Linked DNA regions of Pan troglodytes: region 1 is linked to region 2. The links are chromatin contacts, called in public HiChIP or PLAC-seq maps. All regions are on one chromosome and are shown on one strand. Each heading gives the region's core, a stretch centred on a gene start, on an enhancer-like site or on the middle of the called end of the contact. The rest is flanking DNA. Distances are from core to core; before and after follow the strand shown. Region 1 holds the start of MUL1 (mitochondrial E3 ubiquitin protein ligase 1). Region 2 holds the start of PINK1 (PTEN induced kinase 1).

Region 1 (2,850 bases), core at 261-2,760, 120 kb after region 2:
CTACTAAAAATACAAAAATTAGCTAGGCGTGGTGGTGCACGCCTGTAGTCCGAGCTACTTGGGAGGCTGAGGCACGAGAATCACTTAACTTGGGAGGCGGAAGTTGCAGTGAGCTGAGATCACGCCACTGCACTCCAGCCTGGGCTACAGAGCGAGACTCCGTCTCCAGAAAAAAAGAAAAGAAATTCCCACATATTGCTCATAAATGTAAAATTGGACATTATGGAGAAAAATTAGACAATGTTGATCAAGATTAACGGTGCCAACACCCATTGACCTAGCAATTCTACCTCTAGAAATTCTCCCTACATAAATACTTATACATGTAAACATGAAAATACAAGAATTTAGGCTTGGTGTGGTGACTCACGCCTGTAATCCCAGCACTTTGGGAAGGCAAGTCAGGAGGATCACTTGAGCCCAGGAGTTCCAGACCAGCATGGCCAACATAGTGAGACCTTGACTCTACAAAAAATTTTTAAAAAAATTAGCCGGGTGTGGCGTGCATCTCTAGTCCTAACTACTGGGGAGGCTGAGGTGGGAGCATCGCGGGGTGGGAGGCTGCAGGGAGCTATGATTGCACCACTGCACTCCAGCCTGGGCGACAGAGCGAGACCCTGTCTCGAACAAATAAAAAAATTAAAGCATAACCTGTAGGAGATAGCTCAATGAATGCTGATGTTTAGAAGAAGGATTTGGGTTATCTCCGATTATTTTAGAAAGGAGATGCATTACAGAGATCAGGGAACAGTCTCTGAAGAAGGATCCCCTGGGTTTGACGGCCATACCTATTGCTTTTAGCTGTATAACCTTGAGCAAGTTACTTACCTGAGCCTCAGTTTCTTCATCTGTAATCTGCATTATAGCTGTGTTGTGAAGGTTCAATGGGATGGTGCCTGCAAAACTTCCCCCGCCCCGAACCTGACACATAATAGGCACTAAGCGTAGCCGTAATTATTATTTAATAAATATGTTGTTCTATGTGGTGATGGCAGATTAAGGGGCTACTTTGGTGATATAATCTGCCCTCTTGGGGTAGAGTTGAGGGCTTTGGAGTTGGGTAAATTCCTCTCTAGCACTCACTAGACTTCGAGCACATCATTCCCTAACCTCTATGGCCTCAGTTTTCTCATCTGTAAAGTGGCCAGAATAAATTCCAAGTCTTGAGAGTTTGCTCTGAAACTTAAACGTATATTACTCATAAGAGTTTAATACACAATTATTTTATTTCCTGCCAATCTAATGGCGAAGACATGGAATAACCCATCAAACAGCCCAGTAACCCCAGGAAACCAGAGGGACGGAAACCAGGGCGATGGGCGAGTCAGTCATGGCCGGTGCGCCGCGTTTCGAAGAGGACGGCCATGGAGCGGTGGGTGGTCGCTCAGCTCCCCAATCGCTCTCCGACACCCGGCTGCGGAGACAGGACCTCCCTGGAGGCCGCAGCAGCTTGACTGTCACCCGGGCAACCCCACCTTCCGGTTCGCTGTACAACCCCTTGCCCGCTTCCGGTTCCGGCGTCGTGCGTCATCGCTGGGCGACTGATTTCGAGTTTCCGGTCAGGTTAGGCTAGGGGGTGCGGTCCTGGTCGGAAGGAGGGGGAGAGTCGGGGGTCATCAGGCCTATCCTTGGCGTCATAGTCGGCCACCGGGGCTCGCCGCCGTCATGGAGAGCGGAGGGCGGCCCTCGCTGTGCCAGTTCATCCTCCTGGGCACCACCTCTGTGGTCACCGCCGCCCTGTACTCCGTGTACCGGCAGAAGGCCCGGGTCTCCCAAGAGCTCAAGGTCAGTGCTGGAGCCGGCCTGGCCTCAGCCGGGTCATCTCTGTCCCAGGTCCTGGGGAGCCCATGATTCACCTTGGCCGCCCCACTGTCGGAAACTGTCCAAAAAAGGAAACAGCCTCTGAAGGGTGTCATCCAGCCAGTAGATGGAGGAGCGAGGGGCAGGATTCGGGCTCGGGATAACGGCTGCTCCGCTCCTTTTCTCCCAAGTCCCTCTTATGACTCAGAATGAATCTTGACTTCATTACTTTACTCGAAAAATATTTATTGAACACTTGCGATGCTCCAGGCAGTGAGTCGAACAGATGAAAGTCCATCCCCTCGTGGAGATACCATTTTAGTACGACTAGACAGCAAACATGTAAATCAGGCGGTGTAACAGATGGTGAGCAATGCTTTAGAGTAAGGTAGGGGAGAGAGGACATGGAATGCTGGAGAAAGGGGGATCTCCTATCTTAAATAAGGTGACATTTGAGCAGAGCCTAGGAGGAGATGAGGGGAGTCATGCAGCTATCTAGCGGGAGATGGAAGGAACAGCAAGTGCAGACATCCATTTACTGAACCACTCCACTCCTTGCTTTACTGACGCTTCCTTTTTATATTACAACTATTTTTATAAATGGCGCTTTTTTTCTGAACTGTGCTTTACGGTTTACACAACACATTTGCATTTATTTTTATTTTTTATTTTTTCGAGATGGAGTCTTGCTGTGTCGCCCAGGCTGGAGTGCAGTGGCGCGATCTGGGCTCACTGCAGCCCCTGCCTCCCGGGTTCAAGTGATTCTCCTGCTTCAGCCTCCCGAGTAGCTGGGATTACTACGCCCAGCTAATTTTTTTTGTATTTTAGTAGACACAGGGTTTCACCATGTTGGCTAGGCTGGTCTCCAGCTCCTGACGTCGGGTGATCTCCCCGCCTCGGCTCTCCGAAGCGTTGGGATGTAAAGGCGTGAGCCACTGCGCCCAGCCACATTTTCATCTTGATTTTATTTTTTTCTTCACAATAATTTTTTTTTCCTTTCTTTCCTCTCCTTTTCTTTTCTTTTTCTTTTTTTTTTTTTTGAGACGGAGT
Region 2 (3,085 bases), core at 259-2,758:
GTGGTGATGAGCAATAAGAACTGGGATGGAAACCAGGAAACCCAGGAGCCACTGCTTGGCCCTAACAGCTGTGTCCTTGGGCAAGTCACTCCCTCTTCCACCACCTCAGCCCTAACCTGTAAAATGCAGGGGCTATGCTAATTTAGTGAGTGGTTCTACACCCCCAGGAAGAAGAGTGACCTCCCTGGAAGAAGATGGAATTCTGCCAGCGGCCAGGCTTCAAACCTGAACTGCACCGCTGGCTCCTCCCTGGCTCTCCAGCCTGCCCGCCTACTCTGCGGCTTTTAAGACTTTGCCAATCTCCATAGGGAGCCAGGTCCTCAAAATAAACCTGCCTCTATATAGACACATCCTATTGATTCCATTTGGAGAACCCTAATACAGACTTTGGTTGGGCAAAAAGAGGTCTTGTGCTATTTTAAGCATTAAAAAAGCCTAAGAACCCTTGTGTATCCAGTCAGCAGGGATAACTCTACACAGGTAACTAAAATGTTAGGACTGTTTTTCTCGCCGTTCATAGTTTTTACTGCGGTTTCAGCTCTGTCACTACTAATCCTTTGGTTAAACGGCGGAGGCAGCCTGGCTCAGTGGTTAAGGGCACTGCATTTTATTAGCTGTGTGACTTCGAGCAAGTCCCTTCACCTGAGGACTTTCCTTCTCCATAAATTAGGGACGGCAACTACCTCAAAGGGATAGGAATGTTATGATTTAGTTGTCCGTACATTTTAGAAAATTTACACAAAGCCTTTTGCTGTGCTGCGACAGGAGCTGTAATCGGCAACATGTCTTCATTTGAGGAAGGGAAACATTAAAACAAATGGGAGGTGCTGGCTTTATTTATAGCAGCCGATCAGTAATGGTGAAATAGATGAGCTTTAAGGACCCTCGCCTCGGCCCTCGATCGGCTCAGAGCCCCGCCTCCACACCTAGCCCCGCCCCCACCCAGCTGAGGACCCGCCCCCGCGCTTAGCTCCGTCCTCCGCTCGGCTTAGGACCCGGCCCAGCTCACCTGGATCTCCTGACAGGCCGAGACCGCCCGCCGGCTCTCCGCCTGTTTTTCCTCGATGAGGCCCAGCCCTAGCCCGAAGGCCAGAAAGACTGCCCGGCCGCAAGGGCCCGCACAGCCCCAGGCCCGCACCACGAACTGCCGCTGCAGCCGCGCCGCCAGCCCGGCCACCGACTGGCGGAAGAAGCGGAGACGGTTAGGGAGCCCGAGCCCGACCCTGCGAGGCTCCGCGCCCGGTCCTGCGGCCCAGCCTGGACGCTCCCCGCGGACACAGCCCGCCGCCGGGCCCGGCCGCCCCAAGCCGTAGGCCCGGCCGGGCTTGCCCGTGAAGCGCAGCAGCAGCGCTCGACCCAGCTGCAGGCCGCGGCCCAGCGCCTGTCGCACCGCCATGGTGGCGCCGCGGCCCGGTGCCCCCGTAGCCGCCGCTGCCGCCACCACCGGCGTCCCCCGCCGGTCACAACAAACTTGGGGCGGTGCCTCTGCGCAGGCGCAGGCGCAGGCGCAGGCGCTGGTGGGCGGGGCCGGCCCCCGCGGCAGTTCCCCGACTCGGCGCGTGGGGGCGCTATGCTGGTACTGGCGCCTCTAGCAGTGACTTTCCCTTTGCACTTTGGACCCACGTGGAGGGCTTGCCGGTTCAGGCAGGTCCTGAATGTGAACATCACTGGTCCTGGGCAAAATCGAGAAGTCGAGAAGGGAAACTGACATTTTTTGCCAACCATGGTGCCAGACCCTTTACGTCTTTTAATTTATTTAACAGCTCCCCCAACAAGATAAAAATGCCGTTTTTATAGATAAGAAAACCGAGGCATAGTAAGGGGCAGCATTCGAGGTCTTGTGAAGGTACCTAGCAGAGCTGAGCTACAGTTCACATTGTCCTAACTGTTGAATGCTTGCCCTCCTCAATGCCGTTAGGCTGCTGTATGTGTCCACAGTCTCAGGGGTTTTGAAGACCCCAAGAGAAATGTCACCCAAAAGACACAATTTATGAATGAGTGTGCTGAGGTCCCAAGATAGCAGCTTGCCCAAAGCCACACCGTTTGTTTAATGGCATAGGCCTGCTCACCACAGAACACACACACACACGCACGCACGCACACGCACATTACTGAAACAGTTTGCTGTCTCCTGGCCAGGGGTCCACCCCATAGCCAAGTAAGCCCAGGGGACAGAACTCTTCAGACAAAAAATCCCTTCTTCAGCAGCAGCTCCTATCTACATGACCTTTGACTTCATATTTAAGGAGAAAGGGATTTATGAACAGAAGCCATAGTCTCTGGCTTCGGCGGCAGGGAGACAAGATGGTGGATCCCCATGCCATTACCCCCAAGACCCAGGGCCTATATGCTATGGGGAAGGAATGTGACGGACATTTGAAGTCAGTCCCCCAGGGAAAGGCAAGAATGCTGTGTGAATCTGCCTAAGGGCAGGATTTATGGTAAGTACATGCTTTTACACAAGGAACAATAGATAAACTGGAAATCTTAGAGGCCTTCCCTAAAAGCTGGTTAATTAGAAGTCAACTTGGTTGGCCGGGTGTGGTAGCTCACAGCCTGTAATCCCAGCATTTTGGGAGACTGAGGCAGGTGGATCACTTGAGTCCAGAAGTTCATGACCAGCCTGGCCAACATGGCAAAACACCATCTCTACTAAAAATACAAAAACTAGCTGGGCGTGGTGGCACACGCCTGTAATCCCAGCTACTCAGGTGGCTAAGGCAGGAGAATCGCTTGAACCCAGGAGGTGGAAGTTGTAGTGAACAAAGATCACACCACTGCACTCTATCCTGGGCGACAGAGTGAGACTCTGTCTCAGAACAAAACCAAAAAACCAACAAAACACATCAACTTGGTGGATTAGCATCCAAGACGGGGTTGCTTTAGCTTGCACTGTGTGTGTGTGTGTGCTGGTCTCTCTCATAATCTTCCTTAAGGGAGGAATTTTATGGTTCTAGTGATATCCAATCATATATATTTGGGAGAGGCATAGATGAATTTCCCATTTGTATAGAGGCACATGAATATCAGATATTTAATTTTTTGGATCAACCTCAGGGAATTTTTAATTATAATTTTAAATGCT

Evidence for each region. HiChIP or PLAC-seq counts read pairs in DNA pulled down with a chosen protein or histone mark.
Region 1: a contact with region 2 is called in an H3K4me3 HiChIP or PLAC-seq map of stem cell-derived excitatory neurons, with 3 times the contacts expected there. The contact joins the promoter of MUL1 here to the promoter of PINK1 in region 2. A contact is called at or near these places in 1 of 7 Hi-C or Micro-C datasets (a lymphoblastoid cell line) and 1 of 1 datasets of contacts at active chromatin or transcription factors (stem cell-derived excitatory neurons).

The regions. Positions count from the first base shown.
Region 1 is chr1:210,691,837-210,694,686 of NHGRI_mPanTro3-v2.0_pri, forward strand. MUL1 (mitochondrial E3 ubiquitin protein ligase 1) reads left to right here and starts at 1,511. Exons shown (of 4, transcript XM_513168.9): 1 at 1,511-1,785. The coding sequence starts at 1,666.
Region 2 is chr1:210,567,125-210,570,209 of NHGRI_mPanTro3-v2.0_pri, forward strand. PINK1 (PTEN induced kinase 1) reads right to left here and starts at 1,509. Exons shown (of 8, transcript XM_001164912.8): 1 at 1,010-1,509. The coding sequence starts at 1,396.